2 separate regions of the Macaca mulatta genome follow, and region 1 is linked to region 2. A link is a contact called in public Hi-C data. All regions are on one chromosome and are shown on one strand. The core of a region is the stretch at or near the end of the contact, and the rest is flanking DNA. Distances in the headings are between cores, read along the strand shown.

Evidence for each region. A called contact is a pair of places that touch in the nucleus more often than the background predicts.
Region 1: a contact with region 2 is called in a Hi-C map of fetal cortex germinal zone, with 1.6 times the contacts expected there. The contact joins the promoter of VAPB here to the promoter of LOC699403 in region 2. A contact is called at or near these places in 2 of 14 Hi-C or Micro-C datasets (blood and fetal cortex germinal zone).

The regions. Positions count from the first base shown.
Region 1 is chr10:111,188,499-111,194,353 of T2T-MMU8v2.0, forward strand. VAPB (VAMP associated protein B and C) reads left to right here and starts at 4,479. Exons shown (of 6, transcript NM_001257488.1): 1 at 4,479-4,714. The coding sequence starts at 4,657. It overlaps LOC144332204 (a long non-coding RNA gene), which reads right to left. Exons shown (of 2, transcript XR_013400081.1): 1 at 4,814-5,855; 2 at 4,405-4,763.
Region 2 is chr10:111,108,770-111,115,397 of T2T-MMU8v2.0, forward strand. It overlaps LOC699403 (serine/threonine-protein phosphatase 4 regulatory subunit 1), which reads right to left and starts at 2,289. Exons shown (of 19, transcript XR_013400073.1): 1 at 2,079-2,289; 2 at 1,102-1,146. RAB22A (RAB22A, member RAS oncogene family) reads left to right here and starts at 1,440. Exons shown (of 7, transcript NM_001193817.3): 1 at 1,440-1,750; 2 at 2,792-2,871. The coding sequence starts at 1,715.

The DNA.
Region 1 (5,855 bases), core at 3,229-5,728, 82 kb after region 2:
AGAGCAAGACTCTGTCTCGAAAAAAAAACAAAACACACACACACACACACACACACACACACAGGCATCTCATGTGAACGCTCACTCAAAGACATCTACTGCAGCAGCGACTCTATTAATTGAGTGGACAAGATGGCATATTCTGCAGACAACAGTTACCCTTTCCCGCAACTGTGCTATTGTGTGCTCAATGAGCTTATTTACACAGAGGTCATGGTGGCAGGTGTGATGGCTCTGTATAGGCTTAGGAACGTGGGCTTCCCCTTACCAAAGTGACCTGGCAGAAGAGACCAACACTAAAGCTCTGTTATGGCACCATTCCCTAGGGGAGGGCAGAGGAGCTGGGAACCAGTGTTAAAAACCTATAAATGTGGCCAGGCACAGTGGCTCATGCCATTAATCTCAGCACTTTGGGAGGCTGAGGTGAGTAGATTGCATAAACTCAGGAGCTCGAGACCAGCCTGGGCAATATGGTGAAATCCCATCTCTACAAAACATTCAAACATTAGCCAGGTGTGGTGGTGTATACCTGTAGTCTCAGCTACTCGGGAGGCTGAGGTGGGAGGATGGCTTGAGCCCGTGAGGTAGAGGCTGCAGTGAGCCAACATTACACCACTGCACTCCAGCCTGGGCAACAGAGGGAGACCCTGTCTCAAAAAAAAAAAAAAAAAAAAAAAAAAGAAAGAAAAAGGAAAAAAGCACAACCTATAACTACTTGGATATGTAAAAGAACAAAATAGAACTTATAGACTTTAAAAAAATAACAAACAAAATGAAAAACTCCTGAAACAGGTTTATCAATAGCCTAAGAGATAATTAGTGACTAGAAGAAAGATCTGAAGAATGATCTGGAACATGGAACATAAAGATGACAGATTAAGATGTGATAGAGAGGTTAATAGACATGGAGAAGGGTATGAGACTTCTGTTTCTTTCACAATCCACAGTAATAAATGTATTTTACTTGTTACTCCATAAATATGTGTATATTAATAAATACAACTGAAACAAAAGTTTCATGAAATAATACAATACACTCCAATATATTCTATTCTCATTCTTTCTCAACACTGGTAACAATCTACTACATTGCTTTTATAAGCCACTATTGGAAAACAACCTACAGTTTGAAAAATATTAGTTGAATAACTACTAATCACACTACAAGATGTAAAGAGTGAGAGAATAAGGTTGAGATAACATTCATTTTTATTTTTTCTTTCTTTGAGATAGGATCTCACTCTGTTACCCCAGGCTGGAGTGCAGTGGTATAATGGTTCACTGCAGCCTCAACCTCCTGGGCTCAAGTGCTCCTCCCACCTCAGCCTCCTGAGTAACTGGGACTACAGGCATGCACCACCAGGCGTGGCTAGTTTTTTTTTTTTTGTATTTTTTGTAGAAATGGGGTTTTACCATGTTGCCCAAGCTGGTCTTGAACTGGATTCAAGCAATCTGCCTGCCTTGGCCTCCTAAATTGCTGGGACTACAGGCGTGAGCCACTGTGTCCATCCAAGATAACATTTAAAAGAGATATTCTCACATATGATACAACATGGATGAACTTTGGGGACTTTATGCTAGGCGAAATAAGCCAGTCACAAAAGGATAAATATTGTATGATTCTGCTTACAAGAAGTACCTAGACTGGTCAAATTCATAGAGGCAGGATGTGGAATGGTGGTTGCCAGGGGCTTAGGAGAGGGAGCATGGGGAATGACCGTTTAAGGGGTACAGAGTTCTAGTTTTGCAAGATGAAGAGAGTTCTAGAGATGGATGATGGTGAGGTTGCACAACAATAGGAATGTTAATACCACTGTATACTTTAAAAAGATAGTAAATTTTATGTTATGTGTATCTTACCACAATAAAAAAGTAAAATTAAATTAAAAAAAAAAAGGTATTGTCTGAGAGTTTTCAAGAATAATGAAAGACACCAATCACCAAATTCAGAAAGCCCAAAGAATTCAAGGCAGAATAAATAAAAAGATATAGCATGAGCTGGGCTTTGTGGCTCACGCCTGTAATCCCAACACTTTGGGAGGTCGAGGTGAGTGGATTACCTGAGGTCAGGAGTTTGAGACCATCCTAGCCAACACGGCGAAGCTCTGTCTCTACTAAAAACACAAAAATTAGCCGGGCGTGGTGGTGGGTGCCTGTAATCCCAGAGACTCGGGAGGCTAAGGCAGGAGAATCGCTTGAACATGGGAGGCAGAGGGTGCAGTGAGCTGAGATGGCATCACTGCACTCCAGACTGGGGGACAGAGCAAGACTCCGTCTCAAAAAAAAAAAAAAAAAGATACAGCAAGGTAAAACTGTAGAACATGAGAAGAGGGGGAAAAGACCAACAACCTATGAGGGAACGATGTAAGATTGTCACTGGACTCCTGAGGAGCAATGAGGGGGAGCAGGCAAACAGTGGATGGCAATCAACTGTGCTGAGAGAGGACAGCTGTCATTCAAGCAAGGAAGCCAAAACATCTTTCAAGAACAAGGACAAGGCCAGGTGCAATGGCTCATGCCTGTAATCCTAGCACTTTGGAGGCTGAGGCTGGAGGATCACTTGAGCCCAGGAGTTTGAGACCAGCCTGGGCAACATAGTGAGATTTTACAGAAAATAAAGAAAATTAGCCTGGCATGGAGGTGCATGCTTTTAGTCTCAGGTACATGGGAGTCTGAGGTGGGAGGACTGCTTCAGCCTGGGAGATACAGGCTACAGTGAGCCATGATCATGCCACTGCACTCCAGCATGGGCAACAGAGCAAGACCTCATCTCCAAAAATAAATAAATAAAAAACAACAAAAGACAAAAACGAATGCATTTGCAGACGAACAGAAACTGAGAGGGTCTGCACCAACAAACCTACAAAAAAGTAAAATTTAAAGGATTTACTTCAGGCAAAAGGAGAGTGATCCTGTTCATGAAAGCTAAGATGCAAGAAGAAGAATAAAAATGGTAATTGTGTGGCTGAATCTAAATTAATGTTGACTGTATAAAACAATTTAATAATGTCTCCTGGGGTTAAAATGGCAAAGGTTAAACTTAACATACACTACATTAAGGTGTCTAATTTAGAGGATGGGTGATTAAAGTACTCCGAAGTCTTCATATTTTAAGGAAACAGGGTAAAGACATTTTTACAAATATTTAAACATACTGGACTTTCACAAGGTAAGCATGCATGCCCAAAATTTTCAAGTAACCACTAAAACTTAGAAATAGAGTATGTAGGTGAAGAAAATAAGAATGAGAATAAAAATAAACCCCAAAGAAGAAAGGGGAAAAAAAAAAGAAAAACAAAACAGGCAGGACAAGTAGAAATAACAAAATACGATGGTAGAAATAATTCCAGATATATTAGTAAATATAATAAATGTAAATGGACTAAATGCTACAGTTAAAATACAAAGATTATTCTTCCAAGAAATCTGTTTATCATGAAAAATTTCAAGTATACAGAAAAGTGGGAGAAACAGTACAAGAAAACCATGTACCTGCGATGTCAAGTCAGCCATTGTTAGCAATTTGCCATGTTTGTTTCACCTATATTGGTATGTATAGGAGACTATTAAGAACACCTACTTTACTTTCACAGTGAACATAATATAATGAAATACAATTTAAACGGTAATCATGATGTAGAGTATCCATTTTTGAGGTCAAGCAGATCTGGATTCTCCAGCAATTTTTAATTATTTAACTTACTTGTGTGGTTATTTATTCAAAATGTCTCTTCACTAGGCTACAGTAAAAGGATTGGAATCAGGTTAGCTTTTCTGATCATTGTATTTCTAAATATTTATTGCATAAACAAATCGAATTTACTAGTAAAAATTCAGCACAGTGCCAGTTGCCTAATAAACATTTAACGTAGAGTAGCTTGTATTTATTGTAGCTGCTGTTGTCATTGGAAGCATTCAGCAGAGTGATACGAAATAAGCAATAATTGGTAGTTTATTATATTTATAATTATTATTTACAAGACGTCACAGTGCTTAGCCCATATCACTCACCCATAAACATCATGTTTATACTAAGTACTTTGACTATTATTCAAAGTCTCTAACAGTGCCTGGCACTACATAAGCAAGAGAAAAGTGGAAGTTTATTCTAATTGTTGTTACTGAATAAAGCATTTAACACGAGGCTGGCCCCCAGCGGACCCTTAATAGTTTTCGCGGCTGCAGTCGTAGCCGGACTACAAACCCCGCCTCCTGAGCAGCGCGAAGCCCCGCCCCTTGCTGCCCTGCAGTTCCGCCCCCGTGGCTTGTACCGCGCCTGCGCACTGTCCCGGGTGGGGCTCCACGCGCGCAGCTTTAGTCCCCGCCCCTGGAGCTGGCGGCGCAGGGCGCAGCTTCCCGCCGCCCGAGCGGGCCAGCCTGCTGCGTGCGTGCGTGTGTACGCCTGTGCGTGCGTGCGTGCGTGCGTGCGTGCCGTCAGCTCGCCGGGCACCGCGGCCTCGCCCTCGCCCTCCGCCCCTGAGCCTGCACCGCGTAGAACGACCCCCCCCAGCGCGCGCACCCCGTCGAAGACTCTCACCCGTGCCCCGACTGGTCCCCCCTTTTTTGTAAAACTTAAAGCGGGCGCGGCATTAACGCTTCCCGCCCCGGTGACCTCTCAGGGGTCTCCCCGCCAAAGGTGCTCCGCCGCTGAGGAACATGGCGAAGGTGGAGCAGGTCCTGAGCCTCGAGCCGCAGCACGAGCTCAAATTCCGAGGTAAGCCCCAGAGGCCGCCACCTTCATGCTTGCGGCCCCCGCCCCAGTGCTGGAGGGACGGAGTCCGGCGCGGCGGGTGACGTCGGCCCTCGTCCCCACCCCGACGGCGCTGTCGTGGGGGCCGGCGAGGCCGGGCCGGGCCTTGGCGCTCAGCGCGCGCCCCAGAAATGCGCGGAGCGGCCGGGACCCGAGAGGGCTGGTGCAGGAGCTAGGGCCTCTGCCTCCTCCCCGACCCCCAGCCTCCTGGGACTTGCCTTCGAGGCACTTGTCACTTTGCCTTGTAACTTAGTGACCAGTTTGTGATCACTTTAGTGTGAGCCTCCGCCGCTGCTGTTGCCTGGAAGGTTCTTCCCCTGCTCTGTGACAGTGTTGACCTCAGGGTTTAGTTGAGGTATCACCTGCCCAGAGAGGCCTGCTGTGGCCACCCAGCCCACCGTGCACACCTGCTCTCCTGCTGTCCCCATTCTGTCACTGTTTCGTGGTCAGCACCGCACTTTTCGTACTCAAAATCACTGTTTCAACACTAGAAAGGAAACTGCATGAGGACAGGCTCTTGTCAGTTCGCTGCTGTGTACCCAGCACACATTAGACGCCTAGGAAATACCTGTTGAACCAACAAATGAACCTCCTCAGGCCTTCTGATGGGATTGGTCCCATTTTCCGTTCACTGCCTCCCTCATGGTGCCTCCTGGATGCAGCTGAGGGAGGCTGCCAAGGTGCTGGGATCCTTTTGCTCCGCAGAGCTGCCTGGAGCAACACCTGCGGTGGTGGGAAACCATGACCCTGGTTTCTCCCAGACACTATTATCTCTGTAATTTGTGCCTTTATGTTTTCTATGTTGTTCTTTTTTTTTTTTTTTTTCCTACCTTCACCAGGGCCACGAGGTAAAAGGTCTGACATGCTCATTCCTTCTTTTTGCTTGTATCCAGTGATGTGGAAGGCACTAGGGAGGTGATGGATGAACAAGACAGACAAGGCCTCTGCTCTCAGAGAGCTTAGCTTCCGACGAGGACAGACAAACCAGCACACAACATCGTTACAGATCCGTGGAAGGCACTGGGGAGGTGATGGATGAACAAGACAGACAAGGCCTCTGTTCTCATAGAGCTTACCTTCCGACGAGGACAGGCAAACCAGCACA
Region 2 (6,628 bases), core at 1,039-3,538:
GGCGGGCGCCTGTAGTCCCAGCTACTTGGGAGGCTGAGGCAGAAGAATGGCGTTAACCCAGGAGGTGGAGCTTGCAGTGAGCCGACATCCTGCCACTGTGCTCCAGCCTGGGCTACAGAGCAAGACTACGCCTCAAAACAAAAGAAAGAGTTTAACGCTGTCTGGTCCATGGTAAGTTTTCAGTACATACCAACTTTTACTATTAGGAAACCTACAGGTATGGAAGGAAAGATGAGAGGAAGTACTGTATATGACTGGCGTACAGTACACCCCCAATTAATGTTAGTTATTTGGATGATTTATATAGGGCTTCTTCACCAGCAGCACTCGGGTGCTTGTTATCTTTCTGTTTCCCACATTCTGTGAGCTCCCTGCGTGTAGAGCTGTTTCCAACACATCCTTGCAGGTCCGGAGCCCAGAGCAAGTAGCTGCTCAATAAATGTTTCTTGACGGGAGAGGAAATGCTTCCTTCCTTCACCACAAATGCGAACTTGGATTTCCAAGATGACACCTCCCCCAGCTACCAGCCCTTAACATGATTTCAAAGAAGAGGGCAAGAAGGGACAAGGGACCCACCCAAGAAATGCGGGGGCCAATGGACTCCATGGGATAAGAGATGGAGCTGGGCTTGTGGCCAGGACACTTGAGAAGTCCGTGAATTCCGTAGCTGGCCACACCGAGAGCGGGACCTCCCCAACCCCCCAGCACTCCTAAAAGTCCCTAGGAAAAGGGCGAGGCCCTGAGAGGGAAGTCACCCAACTCCCAGGTGGCGGGCCCCCCGCCCTGAGTCGACTAGGACTTGGAACTACCCCCTCCGCCCATCCCGGGGCAGCTGCAGGCGTAGGAAGAAAAGAAGTGACAGGAAGTCAAAAGTTTCCCCAACAACAAAAATCCTTCCCTCGAGGGAAGGGCTCCCACCCTCAGCCCGCCCCGCCCAGTGGGGAGGGACCGCCCCCAGTGGATCTAGGCAGTTGGGGGTCCCGCTGTTCTGGTCCTGACGAGGAGGGCCTGGCTTGAGAGTTCCCTGCCCCGCGCTTCGTGCACCCTGAATTCTTTGAGAGCGTCCCAGGGAGGGATAGGGGTGCCCCAACTCTTACTTACAGTCGTCTAAGTCATCCTGCAAGTCCACAAAGTACAGGGGGATCTCTGAAAACCAAGAAACACACAAGGAGTTACCAGGGGGCTGCGGCGAGAGAGGACGGGGTCGGGCAGGGGCCCCTCGGCCTCGCGGGGTGGTCACGGGGCGAGAGGGAGGGAAGCACCCCCGGCGTCCCCCGAACCCAACCCCACTCACCCGCCATCTTGGGATGGGCCTGGAGGCTGGACGGACAGGGGTGGGGGAGCCTGTAGACAGGGGCGGGGCCGTAGGTTTCAGGCCCCGCCCCCGGCCCGCGCCGGCCGGTCGGCCCCGCCCTCTCAGTGAAGGTGGCTGCCGAGGTGGGCGGGGAGGTCAGGTGACCCGGCCGGCGTCCCAAGATGGCGGCGGCGGCGGCGCCCGGAAGGCCGCGGCGGCGTCCAGGCTGCTAAGGCGGGCCCCACGCGGCTGGCAGCGGACAGGCAGAACCTAGGGCCAGAGGACGGGCGGCAGCCGCCTCTGCGCGGACCGGGGCTGGGCTGTCTGGCGGCAGCGGCGCCAGGGGATGCTCCTGCTGGGCCCGGCCTCTCCTTTCTCAACTTAGGGCGGCGGCGGGCCCGCGCCCGTGGCTCCCGGGCCATGGCGCTGAGGGAGCTCAAAGTGTGTCTGCTCGGGGTGAGTGGCGGTGGGTCTGGCCGGGAGGGCCACGGGAGGCTGGGCTGGCGGGGACCCCGGATCCCCCATGTCCCCTCATTCTTTCCCCCATCCCCCGTCCAAGACGCTGTCTCCAGCCCCGTGGACCCTCCCTCCAGGTCAGGAGCTGTCCCGCCCACCTCTTGCACCCTCCAGAAGGTCCTGGAGGCCGGAGGGACCCTTCCCCTTCCCCTTCCCCTCCCTGGAGCCCGTGGACTCTTCCCGCCCCTTAAAGAGCAAACAGCCCCGCCTTGCCTCTCCATTGCATCTGGGTTAGGAGAGGCTTTTAAATAGTTTTCTCCCAACTTACCAAGGTATTAGTTGGGAGGGAGTTGGCCGAGTCTTCTCAAGCAAAACCCATAACAGGTCTTTAGGTTTTACAAGCAGCATTAGACTACTTTGTCTCTTGAGGGTGTTTTTGAACTTGTGGGATACCCCTGCCACTTCTCCAAAGAGTTACTTTGCCAAGTAACTCTTCCCGTGGAGAAAGGGGGTGTTCAAATCAGGAAGCCCCAAAGACTAGTTTGAAGCTTCAGCTTCCTGTCTTGTCAGGAAGGACAAGGTTGGCCATTTCAAAGCCTTCTTTCTGAAATTGATGCTGTCATTCCAGTTTCTGCCTTAAAAGATAGACAGGAACTCCATTAACTAATCTTTATTCCCCCAAAATAGGGTGGGGCTAGGATTCTTCAGGGATTACTCAGAGGTAACCCAGGAGTTCAAAGTTTACTAACATATGTTAGAAAGCAAGTGGACTTGTTACTTTTTACACGAAGCAGAAACTTTGGGTCTTTCAAAAGGTCCTAATCTGTCTTAAAAACTGCAAAAACCTCACTCTTTTAGCACATTTGGAATTTCCTAATTACTCCACTGAATTTTTATGACAATCGCTTTTGTGTTCCTCAGTTTATAAAATTTACACATCTAGGGTGATTTTTCTAAAATCCTGAACTTACGCCACAAAGTAGTTTTTGGTGTCTGCCAAAAGGTAAACTTTTCTCAGTCACACGTCTCATTCTCTTTCAGGATACAGGTGTAGGTAAATCGAGTATTGTGTGGCGGTTTGTGGAAGACAGTTTTGATCCAAACATCAACCCAACAATAGGGTAAGAGATTTTTATTTGATACACATCTAAAGGTGCATTGAAAATCCTTCCAAATACGTAGTGTGTTACAGGTGTAGGCCCTGCACTTTATATTCATTGAATTCTGAGTCGCTGGTTCACATCATCTCTGGAAGACTTGAAGGAGTACAGTGAGGATCTGTGTATTTTAGGAAAACTATCTTCAGACTTGTTGGGAGTGAAAACTTAAAAATGCAAATATGAATTGGAGTTCTGCTAATTATTAGAATAGACACAGAAACTTCAATCTATAAATATCAACAACAATTACACCTTGAAATAAGGCAGATGAAAATAGATCGTGGTGCTATTCTTTCAGGGATATCAAGTAAAACACATTTAGATGCTTTTTGTCCTTCCTGAAAGTAGTAGGCTGAGATCTGAACGCTTACACATGCCTGTACTGGTAGTAATAAGAAATTAATAAATTCGTATTGAAATGGAAGGTTTTTTCAGTTCTCTGGTTCTAGGGACAAGTAAAGGTGATTGTTCATATGTTTTTGACTCTATAAGAAAACTTTTCATTTTGCAATACTAATCCTTTGACTACATAAGAAGTTGTGTTTTATAGGCTTTAATACTATGTTAGCTTTATAAAACTAAATAGGTGCTATGCTGTAGTTTTATCATCAAACCCTCAAATGCCTTCCAGCATTTAAAGAAAAAATCAATGTTATCCATCGCTAGGATAATATTGGCCTTTGTGCTCTATGCAGATCATTCTTTGACTAATAGAGATATATTTTACAGCCCAGGAGAGAAACTGCCATAAGATTGTACCCTGAGAAATTATGAGCTCCTGTTATCAGAGGTTATTTATTATTTATTTATTTATTTATTATTTATTTATTTATTTATTTTTTGAGACAGAGTTTCACTCTTTTTGCCCAGGCTGCGGTGCAGTGGCGCAATCTCGGCTCACTGCAACCTCCGCCTCCCGGGTTCAAGCAATTCTCCTGCCTCAGCCTGAGTAGCTGGAATTATGGGTGTCCACCACTGTGCCCAGCTAATTTTGTATTTCTAGTAGAGACAAGGTCTCACCATGTTGGCCATGCTGGTCTCAAACTCCTGACCTCAGGTGATCCGCCAACCTCAACCTCCCAAAGTTCTGGGGTTACAGGCATGAGCTGCCACGCCTGGCCTATGTGTTCAATATTTTTTTATCTACTTTTTTTTTTTCACCCAGGCTGGAGTGCAGTGGCACAGTCATGGCTCATGGCAGCCTCAACCTCCTGGGCTCAAGCCATCCTCCAACCTCAGGTAGCTGAGATCACAGATGCACACTACCACACCTGGCTAATTTTTTGTACTTTTAGTAGAAAAGGAGTTGCACCATGTTACCCAGGCTGGTCTTGAACTCCTGGGCTCAAGTGATCCACCAACCTCAGTCTCCCAAAGTGCTGGAATTACAAGTATGAGCCACTGCACCCAGCCTATCTGCTTTTTTTTTTTTTTTTTTTTTTTTTGAGACGGAGTCACCCAGGCTGGAGTGCAGTGGCGGATCTTGGCTCACTGCAAGCTCCGCCTCCCAGGTTCACGCCATTGTCCTGCCTCAGCCTCCCAAGTAACGGGGACTACAGGCGCCCGCCACTACGCCCAGCTAATTTTTTTGTATTTTTAGTAGAGACAGGGTTTCATGTGTTAGCCGGGATGGTCTTGATCTCCTGACCTCGTGATCTGCCCGCTTCTGCCTCCCAAAGTGCTGGTGTTACAGGCGTGAGCCACCGCGCCCTGCTACCTCTCTGCTTTTTTAAACCCTGTGGGGTTTACACATTTGAAGGCATGGGGATGAAATTCACCAATAAGTTTCTGCAATTAAAATGCTTTTCCATATCCTTTAAGAAAGAGCTGGGTATGACACATGTAAAACGTGACCCCATCCATCTCAGGGCTTTCCTGTCCCTACCTGCATGGGAGAGTGAAGTGTTGCGAAGTGACAGCAAGTACTGCGGGTGATTCAGCGAGTGACACACTTCACACTGAGTCAGAGCTGAAAACTCAAAACCCACAAGACACCCAGACACCACCTTGGCTAGAAGTGCTCTCTCAAATAAGAAGAGAGAAAAGTGAAGGGTGTAGCTTCATGCCTCTTGGTGAGGCCTGTGGCCCCTTCCTAAGTGTCCACTGTTCCCTTGTTTTGCCAGTGGCTCCCAATCTGCCAGATGCCTGTGGCTGCTGAGCTGCCTCTAGTCCACTCTCCACACCAGGAGATTTGGCTCACATTTTTACAGGGAAAACAACATGCAAGGCTTTCTCCTCATTTTCTTTTTTCTGCCTTTCTTTATTTCTTTTTTCTCAGCTTTAGAAGGTGGCTTCCTCCTTTGTGACCAACCCCAAACATACCCCTGAGCTCTGGATCCCCACCTCTTCATAAGTTACCCTGTTTCTTCCTCAGCCCTATCATCATGTCATAGCCTGCACACAGGTTCCGAGTCCACCCCACTCCACCACAAGAGCACCCCTCAGACGGTGGAACTCCCGAAAGAAGTTACCACTTCCTCAGCTGCTGCTCACTCCTCAGCCCTCCATAATCTCAGCGCCACCCACCATGCCACTAAAACCGTCTTCCCCTGGTGCCAGTTTCCATCTAATAGCCAAAGTCAAATGGCCTTTTCTTGGTAGTTTTCTTTATTCATAGAGTGCCTGCTGTATGCCAGGTGCTAGACTGGGTGCTGGTGCCTAGACCTGGGGTGGGCAAACTGGGGTCTTTTCGCCCGCCTCCTGTTTTTGTAAATAGTTACTGAAACAGTCACACCCAATTATTTAATTATTGTCTTGCTGCTTTTGGGCTACAATGACCAACTTGATTAATTGCAACTAAGACTTGATGGCCCACAAACCCAAAAATATTTGCTGTCTGGTACTTTTCAGAGCAAGTTTGCTGACCCCTGATTTAGACAAAATGGACTTCTGTCCTCGAAGACCTTACCTACAAGGAGGAGCTACATTATGACTAGTGTACAGGAAATGATTTATTCTTTTTCTTTTTTTTCTTTGAGACTGAGTCTCTCTCTATCGCCCAGGCTAGATTGTAGTGACACGATCTCGGCTCACTGCAACCTCTGCCTCCCATGTTCAAGCAATTCTCCTGCCTCAGCCTCCCATGTAGTTGGGATTATAGGTGCGCATTTGGGAATCCGCCCGCCACAATGCCGAGCTAATTTTTGTATTTTTAGTAGAGACAGGGTTTTGCCATGTTGACCAGACTGGTCTCAAACACCTGACCTCAGGTAATCTGCCTGCCTTAGCCTCCCAAAATGCTGGGATTACAGGTGTGAGCCACTGCGCCCGGCCAGAAATGATTTATTCAGCCTTTTTCTGTGTTACAAAGGAGAAACGTGCAGTACTATGAAAATGTGACGGGGACCTGACCTGGGCCTGTGGGGATAACTGTTTCCTACAGTGATGAGTGGAGGTGTGAAGCACCTAGCAGCACTGGCATTTAAATACTGAAAGATGAATGGATTAGACTTTCAATTCTAAGTTTAAGAATAAAAGTTGGCTGGGTGCAGTGGCTCACACCTGTAATCCCAGCACTTTGGGAGGCCAAGACAGGTGGATCACATGAGGTCAGGAGGTCAGGAGTTCGAGACCAGCCTGGCCAACATAGTGAAACCCCGTCTCTGCTGAAAATGCAAAAATTAGCCAGACGTGATGGTGCATGCCTGTGATCCCAGCTACTTGGGAGGCTGAGACAGGAGAATTACTTGAACCCAGGAGACGGAGTTTGCAGTGAGCC